Linked DNA regions of Arabidopsis thaliana: region 2 is linked to region 1. The links are chromatin contacts, called in public ChIA-PET maps. All regions are on one chromosome and are shown on one strand. Each heading gives the region's core, a stretch centred on a gene start, on an enhancer-like site or on the middle of the called end of the contact. The rest is flanking DNA. Distances are from core to core; before and after follow the strand shown.

What was found. ChIA-PET counts read pairs in DNA pulled down with a chosen protein or histone mark.
Region 2: an H3K4me3 ChIA-PET map of shoot shows a contact between it and region 1, with 10 read pairs. The contact joins the promoter of AT5G42440 here to the promoter of AT5G42310 in region 1. A contact is called at or near these places in 1 of 26 Hi-C or Micro-C datasets (seed embryo) and 1 of 2 datasets of contacts at active chromatin or transcription factors (shoot).

The regions. Positions count from the first base shown.
Region 1 is chr5:16,913,341-16,919,928 of TAIR10.1, forward strand. AT5G42310 (Pentatricopeptide repeat (PPR-like) superfamily protein) reads left to right here and starts at 2,388. Exons shown (of 4, transcript NM_123596.4): 1 at 2,388-4,310; 2 at 4,397-4,549; 3 at 4,636-4,707; 4 at 4,785-5,229. The coding sequence starts at 2,520. The coding sequence ends at 4,898. It overlaps UBL5 (ubiquitin-like protein 5), which reads right to left and starts at 651. Exons shown (of 2, transcript NM_123595.4): 1 at 271-651. The coding sequence starts at 492. The coding sequence ends at 271. It overlaps AT5G42320 (Zn-dependent exopeptidases superfamily protein), which reads right to left. Exons shown (of 11, transcript NM_001344442.1): 7 at 6,455-6,580; 8 at 6,109-6,248; 9 at 5,867-5,939; 10 at 5,707-5,781; 11 at 5,311-5,613. The coding sequence ends at 5,311.
Region 2 is chr5:16,972,368-16,978,955 of TAIR10.1, forward strand. AT5G42440 (Protein kinase superfamily protein) reads right to left here and starts at 2,510. Exons shown (of 1, transcript NM_123609.4): 1 at 835-2,510. The coding sequence starts at 2,146. The coding sequence ends at 1,067. It overlaps AT5G06305 (a small nucleolar RNA gene), which reads right to left and starts at 3,415; the gene lies at 3,332-3,415. AT5G42430 (F-box and associated interaction domains-containing protein) reads right to left here and starts at 132. Exons shown (of 1, transcript NM_123608.1): 1 at 1-132. The coding sequence starts at 132. It overlaps AT5G42450 (Pentatricopeptide repeat (PPR) superfamily protein), which reads left to right and starts at 4,845. Exons shown (of 2, transcript NM_001344452.1): 1 at 4,845-5,263; 2 at 5,516-6,588. The coding sequence starts at 4,930. The coding sequence ends at 6,483. It also overlaps the pseudogene AT5G42445.

The DNA of each region.
Region 1 (6,588 bases), core at 1,138-3,637:
CTCCTTAAGGGTTTACTTACTACAAAATCAAACAATAACAAGCTTCAGTTTTTAATAACAATGGCTTTTCAAGGTTCCAAAATTCCAATTAAATCTCCAAATTCTGCAATCACAGGGTCCACAACTAACAACAACATCTCAATTCCGCAAAATCTTCAGAAAAATCAAAATCTTAAGCCAAAAATAAAGCTCCATACTCAAACAAATCACATACCACAAAAACCGAAAGATAATCAATCGTAATCGCAAACAATAAGAAAGATGTAAAACCTAGTTGTAGTAAAGCTCAAGACCCATGCCGTCATGGATCTCATAGTCCTTGAGAGTGATGTGATCCTTGTAGATGTTGTACCACTTCTGAATTCTGATCTTCTCGGCTCGTGTTCCGGTTTGTGCCGCGACAAGCTTCTTCAGATCACCGATCGTGTCATCATCGTTACACTTCACCCTAACTTTTTTCCCTAAACGATCGTTGAGAACCACCTCGATCATCTTCTTCGCTCGAAAACTACAATTGCGAACCCTAGCCCCCAATTTTCTATTCCTCCGGAAAAGTAAAGTACGGGAAGATTCTACGCGTTAAGGCTCGTTGTGACTTTTATTTATAAACTTTTTTTTGGTCGTACTTATGTCGGTTTGAGAATTGGTAATAGATTTATTTAATTTCTAGAACCTTATCTATATTTTAATAGATTTTACCTTTTTTTTTGTCGGCTAATAGATTTTACTTTAATTTTGTGAATTATCAATTTTGGCTTCCTATTTTCTCCATATATAGACTTTGTATTAAAATTATTTTTTTGTTTATATTTGAAAGTTTGTGCAAAAAAAAAAAAGTTTATATTTGAAACCTTATTATTAAAACCTTGTGATTGTGATTTTTTTAATTTTTTTATCATCTTGAATTCTCTCAGCAAACTTAAAAATAACAACAATTTTATCCTATCAAAGAAAGAGCCGACCTCTCAAAATAAGATACATCTTAATTGTGATTATTGATGCTAGCAAACTCAAAAATAACAACAATTTTATCCTATCAAGAAAAGAGCCGACCTCTCAAAAGTAACAAAAGCAAAAACCAAAAATTTACATAGTGTCTGATTGGTAACCAAAAGCTGTACAAGTTTTTTAGCTGTTAGCTTTATTTGAATAGTGCAAAGCTGTTAGAAAGAGTTGTACAAAAAAGCTGAGAGTAAACTTTTTATAACACTTTTAATAAAGTTTTTGTTATTGGTAACTGTGAAAGTTGTACAAAATTATATAAAGCTGTATTGTGTTACCATTCAAACTCATAATCTGATATGTAAAATTACAATAAATATGCCACCAATTTACGTCTAAATAAAATTCTACAAAACGCTATCAAATCACTACCAAATATGCAAATCAAAGACAAGGAGCGAAGCTTAACTACTCGAAAAAAATCTGTCTCACGAACAAGAACACCATCAAATCGAACCAACTATCATTCACCGCCATATCAACTCCGGATAGGAAAACATGTAAACTTTAACATCGACTTGAGACAAATCAAAACAACTAGAACAATCTAGAGGAAAATTGAAGTTGAACCAAGAAAAAAAGTGCTAACATAAAGATGAAAGCTTGACGGATACTAACGAGAGATCACCTCGAAAAATATGGTCTATTTTTTCAAGAAAGATGGTGTTGTTGTATGAAAATACGGGAGCTATTTGACTTCTTGTGTATATCCACTTACTTTGAACCGTATCACAGGTTTAAAAGTAATAATTCGTAAGTTTGAAAAAAAAAATCTCATTTAGCTAACATTAAAGAAAATTTAAACGTTGATTTAAAACGCTTTAACATGTTTCCATAAATTGGATTAACAAAAATTGCAACGTTTTCAAAACAGATCGACGACGTTTTAAAAAAAAACAAGATTTTATTTAAACCTTTCAATTTTTGTATAAATTAAGTATAACATCAATATAAATTATAGGATTAACTTTTCATCGTTAATTTTTTTTTTAAAAACATAAATATCATAATGTCATTAAAAAGTAAAAATATCTAAAAATTCATTGGTTTAAAATTATAAAAAAATATTTCATATATAAAATGAAAATTATTAAATAATTAAACAAGAATTATTTTTAAATATATGTAATAACTCTATAAAATCAAGAAAAAAGAAAAGAAAACAAAAAAACTATAAAATCAATTTTCTCGGAACAAAAGATGTAGTTACATAGGATCAGAACAAGGGAAAGATATTGATCAACCCGTGTAGAATATACAATATGGTTAACTCTTACAATCACTTAATCGGTTTTACCATTACAAATTTTAAACACATAAATTATTATCCTCTGAGAAGTTGGCGTGTGTGCTCAAAAAGGAAATAAACAAAAATTGCAGAAATTACTGAACTAGAGATAGAATGAAACAATAACAACAACCACAAACGAAACAGCTAAAGAAAACGATAATTAAAAAAAAAAAAAAAAAGCTTACGAACGCCATTGGAGAAGAGCACGAAAAAGAAGAAGAAGACTATGCTTCTCTTGCAACAACCACCACTGGTTTCAACTAGATTTCACTCTCTCTACTTCCTCACTCACCACCACCACCACCACCACCGCTTCTTCCAACCACCAATCTCAGCTTTCTCTGCAACAACCTCTGCTTCTTTACCTTCACCATCTCCATCTTCTTCTTCTTCTTACTTCTCCTCATGGAATGGTTTAGATACAAATGAAGAAGAAGACAATGAATTCTCCTCCGAGGTTCACCGTCGCTACGACTTCTCTCCACTCCTAAAATTCCTCTCAAGATTCGGACCAGTCGAGTTAGCTCTAGATTCGGAATCGGAATCAGAAGCTTCACCGGAATCGCTTAATCCGGTAGAGTTCGATCTCGTCGAGTCATACAGAGCAGTACCAGCACCATACTGGCACTCTCTGATAAAATCGTTAACCTCATCAACATCATCTCTTGGTTTAGCTTACGCTGTAGTGTCATGGCTACAAAAACATAACCTCTGTTTCTCCTACGAGCTTCTTTACTCGATTCTCATCCACGCGCTTGGCCGTTCCGAGAAGCTTTACGAGGCGTTTCTTCTCTCTCAGAAACAAACGTTAACACCATTGACATACAATGCCTTGATTGGTGCTTGTGCTCGGAACAACGATATCGAAAAAGCTCTTAATTTGATCGCTAAGATGCGTCAAGACGGTTATCAATCCGATTTTGTTAACTATAGTTTGGTTATTCAGTCGTTGACTCGTAGCAATAAGATTGATTCTGTTATGTTGTTGAGATTGTATAAAGAGATTGAAAGAGATAAGCTTGAGCTTGATGTGCAGTTAGTTAATGATATTATTATGGGTTTTGCTAAGTCTGGTGATCCTTCTAAGGCTTTGCAGCTTCTTGGTATGGCTCAAGCGACGGGTTTGAGTGCGAAAACCGCTACTCTTGTATCGATTATCTCTGCGTTGGCGGATTCAGGGAGGACTTTGGAGGCTGAAGCTTTGTTTGAGGAGTTGAGACAGAGTGGGATTAAGCCTAGAACGAGAGCTTACAATGCGTTGCTTAAAGGGTATGTGAAGACGGGTCCTTTGAAAGACGCAGAGTCAATGGTTTCTGAGATGGAGAAGCGAGGTGTTTCGCCTGATGAACATACGTATAGTCTGCTTATCGATGCGTATGTTAATGCAGGTAGATGGGAAAGTGCGAGAATTGTGTTGAAAGAGATGGAAGCTGGTGATGTACAGCCTAATTCTTTTGTTTTCAGTAGACTCTTAGCTGGTTTTCGCGATAGAGGTGAATGGCAGAAGACATTTCAAGTTCTTAAAGAGATGAAGAGTATCGGTGTTAAGCCCGATAGACAGTTTTATAACGTGGTGATCGATACCTTTGGGAAGTTTAATTGTCTTGATCATGCCATGACGACTTTCGATAGAATGTTAAGCGAAGGTATTGAACCAGATAGGGTGACTTGGAATACGCTTATTGATTGTCATTGTAAGCATGGTCGGCATATCGTAGCGGAAGAGATGTTCGAGGCGATGGAGAGGCGAGGGTGTTTGCCTTGTGCTACAACTTATAACATTATGATCAATAGTTATGGTGATCAAGAAAGATGGGATGATATGAAAAGATTGTTGGGAAAGATGAAGAGCCAAGGTATCCTGCCTAATGTTGTGACACACACTACACTTGTCGACGTTTATGGCAAATCGGGTAGGTTTAATGATGCGATAGAGTGCTTGGAAGAGATGAAGTCGGTTGGGTTGAAACCATCATCGACCATGTACAATGCCCTCATCAATGCATATGCACAAAGGGTACCATGACTGTTAATAGTATCAGTTACAGATCCCTAAGAGAATTATCATTTGATACTGATAGTTGAATGATTCTTTCTTGCCAGGGTTTATCGGAACAAGCTGTGAATGCATTTAGAGTGATGACATCGGATGGACTAAAGCCGAGTTTATTGGCTCTCAATTCGCTCATCAATGCCTTTGGTGAGGATAGAAGAGACGCTGAAGCCTTTGCCGTGTTACAGTACATGAAAGAAAATGTAATAACTTCTCTTGGCTAAAACCTTGAACACATCTTAAAGAACTACTTACTGACCAACCATCATCTCTCACAAAACATTTGCAGGGCGTAAAACCAGACGTGGTCACTTACACAACACTCATGAAAGCTCTCATTCGTGTTGATAAGTTTCAGAAGGTATGCATCATTGATTATGGTTGATAGGGGAATACCTGTAAGTAGGATTGACCTTTTGAGATGTGATGGTTTTACAGGTACCGGTTGTTTACGAGGAGATGATCATGTCAGGATGCAAACCAGATAGAAAAGCTAGATCCATGTTACGGTCAGCTCTAAGATACATGAAGCAGACGTTAAGAGCCTCATAGAAACATAGGGAAACAATGCAAAGGTTTTATCTTGAGCTAAAGTGATCAAATATTTCTCGAGCTTCTGATATCGTCTCGCAAGCTCAGGACCGATATGTAAACGACACAAACCACACATCACAAGAGGAAGTCTTTCATACAAATCCGCACATTCTCTGTCTATGTAAAGATTCAACCTGTACAAATATATAAGTGTGTTGACCAAATTGGATACGGTTACTGTCTGTACTACAGAGATCATGTAGGAAGTTATAAACCAAAGCTCCTTTACTTAAGAATATATCACAAATCCAAAGAATTATGTTGTCTTTTCATGAGACACAACATTTCTAAAATGAGGAATACAAGTTTCGCAACCAAAAGAATTACTAACTTACAAGGGTTAATTAAATGAGAGCTTCCTCCATTAGTTTCATGGCAAGACAGGCATGGAGTTTCTACTATACTTGCTCTTCGCTATCCTGGAACAGAACATGAACATCAGAAGTACTGAAGACAACAAGAAGAGCCTGAAGTAAGTTTTTATCTCTTGCATTCCGACATCGATCACTTCCATGTTTTTCCCATATCTGTTCTTCCTTTCCACCAAGTAGCCATCCAAATACTCGTCTATAGACACCCATTTGTCTGCAGCTTTGGAAGTGTTTCCGTCTAAGTGGAGCGGTCCCAGTTGGAAAATCGTGAAGAATGCAGCAGACCAGTCATTAAGAACTCTCTGAGTAACAGCAGCGAGCCAAGTTGTGAGTTTTATTTTCCTTTTTATGGGTATATATTCGAAAGAAATTGATACAATTCAAAAACATAGTACCTTGAAATTGGGTAGATCAACAGGGTTGAACATTTTAAAGCAATCTCTTGAAGCAGTTTGGTTGTCCCCATAGATCTGGCAATGATAGCAACGGTTATAAGAATATGTGACACAGGTTTTCATGAAAGTGTCGAGAGTAGGTAACTTCAGTCACACAAACCTCAAAGGTGAATGCCATGGGTGCCTTTACAACATCATAGATATAATCTGTAGCTGTACCATGTGCCAAATACCTAAAGTTGAGAAAGCCGATTAGAAAAAGGACAAAGAAAAACATTCTGAAGGGAATATGCCAACTTTCGAGTCTCAAACAATGCTCAGATACAAGTGAAACAAGTTAAACGATGTAGCACTTAAGTTCACTGAAAATATTCATAAGAAATCTTTAGGAAAGAGACAAACCCAACAGAGCCGCCGCCAGATCCAATCATGCAGCGGTCGTGACAATGAAATTTGTTAAGTTTTTCAAGTAAGGTCCTCATTTTCTGTGAAGGTAATCCCTCTGGGGTTATGTTTTTGTGGTCATACGGCATAAATAAAGCCTGAAAACATAAGAAATGAGAATCAAGCTTCTGAACAAATACATAACAAAGCCAAGATCAAGATAAGTTTGTTACACAATTTACAAAATGTAAACATCCGTAAATCCACTATTCACATGTTTACTCATACTCCAACAGAAGTTTAAAGCTGTATTCCCAACATTGTATGTATACATGATAATACTAAAGCAGAAGAGAAACATTACCTCCATTCCAGAATGCACATTTATCCATATGTGAGGATCAAATGATATGGCTAGCTTCCGCATTATTTGAGTTTCGGGCTCACTAAACGGAGCAGTTCCTGGATTCTCTTCAGATGGATCATAATCCTGGAAAC
Region 2 (6,588 bases), core at 1,260-3,759, 59 kb after region 1:
TGGACGGCAAAGCATGGAACCCCATAGCTTTGAGACGCAATGAAACCTAGTGATTGACTTTGCAGGCAATCTCGAGAGTATCTCAAGAATGAGATCGATAGGGATGGAATCTGAGTTTTCTTCTCCATTCATGATCGTATTTGTATTTTCTTATCTGATGAGAGATATGAACACAAAATCGGTGAGACTCTTAAATAATGTATCGTACGATAAAGTTTGACCTAATTAATCAATCTTATTCATGGTTTTCGCTAACCTAGGCCCAAGAAGCATCGTATGATTGTATGAGTATATATATGTTAATTGTAGTATCTTTCCTTATTTATCATTATTCATTTATATATTTTACCAAAAAAAATAAAATCATTTATATTTTTTTCCTGAAAACATTCATTTTATACTTTTCTGAAAACAAGTCTTGATAATTAATCTGAATTCTTCTTAAACAGTCTAATCAAGGTGTTTAATTTTATTTTTGGAGTCCAAATTAAATAAAATGCTTGCAGAAAGAAAGAAAGAAGCATCTCTTATCTCATAGCAGAGAACAATGGTTAAAGTATGATTGTATATTTGTATGGCACGATAAAATAAAGCTCACGAATCTCTCATGTTTAGAATAACTTCTTTTATTCACTTTACTGCAACAGTACGTGTGTGTGCTCCTTCATCTGTCATGGTAAACACTAAACAGTTCCAAATGCCTTTTTACCTTTTCTAAATCCTCAATTCTAATGATTTTAAATGAAACCTAAAATTGATAGAATCACTTCAAGTTTTGTTTTCTTTGCAATCATTCAAAAATCAATAGAATTTTAAAGATTGACAGAAGATCCTAAAAGTTAATTATCTCAGCCGATGTTTAGCACATAGACGTAAAGTCAAAAAACAAAACACTCTAGTTCCTAATACATAAATCTCTAAAACTAAAACGTAAATAAGCAGAACATAGAAACTTATTTTGTAACTTCTTTTGGTCCGAATATTTTACCCAATTATTACAATATGTAACGAACTTCACTTGTGTGATAAAAAAGACTAATTACATTTACCTATTGGATTAATATGACTACATAAATCGACATAACTCCTCCAATAACTCCACCACTTGAACCATAGTAGGCCTTTCTCTAGTCGACTCTTTAATACAAAGACAAGCAATCCTAAAATACTCTTCCACTCCCTTCTCACTACCACAAACACCTCCAAAATCCAACATTTCATAACACCGATTTTGCTCCACCATGATCACAGCCCATTGAGCCAACCCAACTTCCTTCTCATCCACAACAACCGTTAAATTCGGCCGTCTCCGCGTCGCCAATTCCAACATCAATACACCAAAACTATAAACATCAGCTTTAACCGTCGCCGCGGTATTCCCTTCCCAATACTCCGGTGGCATGTACCCCATCGTCCCCGCCACTTGCGTCGACACATGCGACCTCGACGCATCGATCCTTCGCGCCAATCCGAAATCCGCAATATGCGCCACGAAATCCGAATCCAACAGCACATTACTCGATTTGATATCTCTATGTATAATTGGTTTCGGTAAACCATGCAGATAAGCTAAACCCTTGGCCACATCGCGCGTGATATTCACGCGCGTTGACCAAGTCAATGGACTGTTCTCTTCGTCAGTCTCGTGTAACCAATAGTCAAGACTACTTTTCTCTAAGAACTCGTAGATAAGAATCCGATCTGATCCCGAGATGCAATAACCGAGGATCCTAACTATGTTTGGGTGATTGAGACGACCTAGAGTGTCCATTTCGGCTGCGAATTCTCGGAATCCTTGTAAAGCGTCGTGATCGAGCTTTTTAACGGCGACTACGACGCCGTTTGAGAGCTGAGCTCGATAAACGAGACCGAAACTTCCGTCGCCGACGATAAGATCCGATGAGAAGTTTTTAGTTGCTATAGTGAGTTCCGCCATGGATATTTCACAGATTGATGGATCGAAGCTTTCGGTTACTGTTTCCGTGTTTAGATCGGGATCGGGGTCGGGGAAGTTACGATTCCGGCGAGGATGGTTTTGGATTGGAGGACGACGGCGACATACGATCATAACGACGGTGAAGACGATAAGCAAGAGGAAGATGGAGCTTATGCTGGTGGCTAGGATTAGTGAGATTTGGTAATCCATGGATAGTGTTTGGGATCAGTATGAGATTGAGAGAGAGAGATTGAGAAAGAGAGAGTAAGAGATGATCCGCCATTGATAGTGACGGAGGAGGAAGTGTAAGGTTTTGATTGAGTCGTAGTCGTAGATAAGACAAGTCAACGATTGTTGCTGGAGAAAGTCTACGCAGGTTGTACACGTGTCTTGACGATATTGGTGGTTACGAAGTATGTGTAAAATGCTTGAAAATTTCTGCTATGAAGTGGGAATTTCTTTACTTGATATCAAAATTAGTTAGCTTATAGTTTTGGAACAATTAAACTACAAGGTTTAGTTGCTTAAACTAATTTATACCCCTAAGACAATTTTCAATGATAAAGTGACTCTATTTTTTTTCTTTAATTATAAATTTGAACAATTCAAAGTTTAGAGTTTGTGTTGAATTCTTATATTTTTTATTATTTAATGGTAGAGTCATGCATGGATTTCTTTAAGAGAAATAAATCATACTTTTAAAATGATAAATTATAAATATTTTGGATTCTAGTAAAAGCATTAAAATAATTAGACCAAACTCATCTAATAAAAGCATCAAACACAAACTCATTTCATTACTTGTTACCTAGACCAAACACACCTAAGGAAAGCATCAAACACGAACTCTTTAAGACAACATCATTACTAAGATAATTAGACAGAACAAACTCATATCTACATAATTTGCTTTCATTATTAGAGAATTCAAGGGTTCAGAACAAAATCATATGAGCTCAAAACCATAAGAAACCGTAAAACTAAGCGAAACAGAACAGAACATACGTCATAGGACAGACAAAATGGTCTTAAAACACTCGATTGAATTGGTTTAAGAAAAAGTAGAAGAATACACTGTCACAGATTTTCGTTTTGTTTGTTTTCGTTTAAAGATCTTGAGTTGTTTTGTTTATGCTTATAATTTGTGGGGTTCAAGTGTTTCTTGTCATGATTATGATTAATATTTGATCCAAATACTATTTTTAACATCCGTAAACATTTTGTTATGTACTAAATTTATTTTTAAAAATAACATGCTGGGGATGATACTATATTTTTTTTTTTTCCCCAACTTTTTTTGTCACTGTTTATTATAAAAGGGATGATACTATCTAATGTCCACCAAAGAAATCAAATCAATTTTTTTTTATGACGAAAAAGAAAAAAACAGATCAAGAGTCAGAAATCTCGTGTGGAAAATCGACGCTCATCGCGTCTTCAAGACACTAGCGATCGATGTATTTGATTTCATCAATCTCTTCAAACCTAAGAAAAAAAAGTGCAGACTGAAATTAAGAACTGAACAAAAACGAGATTTGGAGTATGGTATAGAAGACGGAAGCTGAGAGATGAAGATGACATTATATAGGGCACAATTATTTACCCTAATTTCCATTGATTTGGGCTTTTGTGAAGCCCAATAAGGAAAATGGGTTCACATTTTAAAAATGTTCAAAAACGTGTTTAAGGTTTTGTATAAAAGGAACGTAAATAGGTTTTTTATTCCTCACTTCTCGTCAGAGTCTTACGCCGCAGGGCTCATCGGAGTTTCAGGTTCTTCTTCTTCTCTCTTCCTCCACCTCCATTTTCAAAGATTTTACGATTCAGACTTAGTTAGAATCTTAGTCGAATCAATAGAGAACTGATTCAGAGTTATTTTGATTAGAGCTTGATTTCAAATTTACTGTTTATTGAAACGAATTAGGAGGAGAAGAAGAATGTCTCACAGGAAGTTTGAGCATCCAAGACATGGTTCTCTTGGTTTCTTACCAAGGAAGAGAGCTAATCGTCACAGAGGAAAGGGTATGTCTTTTTTTCAAACTTAGGACTGAGAAGGAAATAACTCCAATGGGAGGATTCGCACATTACGGTATAGTGAAGGATGACTACTTGATGATTAAGGGTTGCTGCATGGGTCCAAAGAAGAGAGTTGTGACTCTTCGTCAGTCACTGCTAAGGCAGACTTCTCGTCTTGCGATGGAGGTGATTAATCTCAAGTTCGTCGATACCTCATCGAAGGGGGGACATGGTCACTTCCAGACCAGCGAGGAAAAGGCCAAGTATTTTGGTCGTGCTGCAAGAAAGGCTTAAACCAAGTCTCTATTCTTTTATTAGCTCGTCTTTAAAAATTCTTTGAAAGATAACTATTTTTTGAACCATCTGTTGCAATTTTGTATTTTAGTTATTTGGTGAATTTTTAACATTTTGCTTCCGTTACTATTGTTCCTCAAATTTCTTCTAACTAAATTATTATGAATCAGATCTTATATAATTTTTTATAAGATGCAAGTTTTATTGAGTCTATGACTAACTGGTTAGAGTAAAATAGAGTGCTCATGAACTTTTTTAGAAAACCAGAACTAAAACGTAATTGATTTGAATAAACCAAACCATTTTTGAGTAAACTCTAAACCAATCCGAACCAATTTTGATTGGAATTTATTAAAACTAAATTAACCGAACCGAATCAAATTGAATCACAAAACAAAGAGAGCAAAACCCAAACTATTTTGAATAAAACCAGAGCTAAACCGAAACTGATTCGAACAAACCAAATAAATTTGAATAAAATCTAAACCAAACCGAACCAATATTGATTGGAATTTATTAGAAGTAAATTAACCGAACCGAATCAAATTGAATAAAAAAACAAAGAGATTGGTATGAGAAAACCCAAACTAAACCAAGAGTGAATTTGGAATCAAAGGTTAGAGAATTCATCTTCGTTTGCTTGTTTTTGTTCTCTCTCCCAGTTCCTGGGTTCACGACGAGGAATGTTGCATATGATTTTATCTCAAAGAGTAATCCTTTTACGAAAATATCACTCTTCTGCAAATGCCCTTGTTACCAAATCACCAAATTCTATCCCCGAGTTGGTTAAACATATTGATTCGGATCTGATACGTAATGCACATAAGGTGTTCGACGAAATTCCTGAGTTAGATGTCATTTCTGCTACAGCGGTGATTGGTCGCTTTGTGAAGGAAAGCAGACATGTGGAAGCAAGTCAAGCCTTCAAAAGGTTGTTGTGTTTAGGCATAAGGCCAAATGAGTTCACGTTTGGCACGGTCATTGGGTCTTCTACAACTTCGAGAGATGTCAAATTGGGTAAGCAGCTTCATTGTTATGCGTTAAAGATGGGACTTGCGTCGAATGTGTTTGTTGGTAGTGCGGTTTTGAACTGTTATGTGAAACTGAGTACGTTGACAGATGCTCGTAGATGTTTTGATGACACTAGAGACCCAAACGTAGTTTCTATTACCAATTTGATTAGTGGGTACCTTAAGAAACATGAATTTGAAGAAGCTCTTTCGTTGTTTAGAGCAATGCCTGAGAGAAGTGTTGTTACTTGGAATGCAGTTATTGGAGGGTTTAGCCAGACGGGGCGGAACGAAGAGGCTGTGAATACTTTTGTGGATATGTTAAGGGAAGGTGTGGTGATACCTAACGAATCAACCTTCCCTTGTGCTATAACAGCCATATCTAATATAGCTTCTCATGGTGCTGGTAAGAGTATTCACGCCTGCGCTATAAAGTTCTTGGGGAAGCGATTCAATGTCTTTGTTTGGAACTCTCTGATCAGTTTTTACTCAAAATGTGGGAACATGGAAGATAGTCTTCTGGCTTTCAACAAGCTCGAAGAAGAACAACGGAACATTGTATCTTGGAACTCTATGATATGGGGTTATGCGCACAACGGAAGAGGAGAAGAAGCTGTAGCCATGTTTGAGAAAATGGTTAAAGACACAAACCTGAGACCAAACAACGTGACAATCCTTGGAGTATTATTTGCGTGTAACCATGCGGGCCTAATACAAGAAGGGTACATGTATTTTAACAAAGCTGTGAATGATTATGATGATCCAAACCTACTAGAACTGGAGCACTATGCTTGTATGGTGGATATGCTTTCTAGGTCCGGCCGTTTCAAAGAAGCAGAAGAGCTTATTAAAAGTATGCCTCTTGACCCAGGAATCGGGTTTTGGAAGGCATTGCTTGGGGGATGCCAGATTCACTCAAACAAGCGTCTGGCTAAATTAGCGGCGTCAAAAATCTTGGAATTGGATCCTAGAGATGTTTCATCATACGTAATGCTTTCAAATGCTTATTCTGCTATGGAAAACTGGCAGAATGTGTCGCTGATACGGAGGAAAATGAAGGAGACTGGTTTAAAGCGTTTTACGGGATGTAGTTGGATTGAAGTTAGAGACCAAATTCGTGTCTTTGTGAATGCTGACAAGAACAACGAACTTAAGGATGAAGTCTATAGGATGTTGGCACTTGTTTCTCAACATCTTGAAGAAAATGAATGTTGGAAAGACTTGTGAATACAACACATCATGTTTTTTCTCTTCTGCTGTTCTTAAAAAGGAAGAAGTAAATCGCATAGTAATTTGTATCACTGCAGCAATCAAACAGTATCAAAACGATAC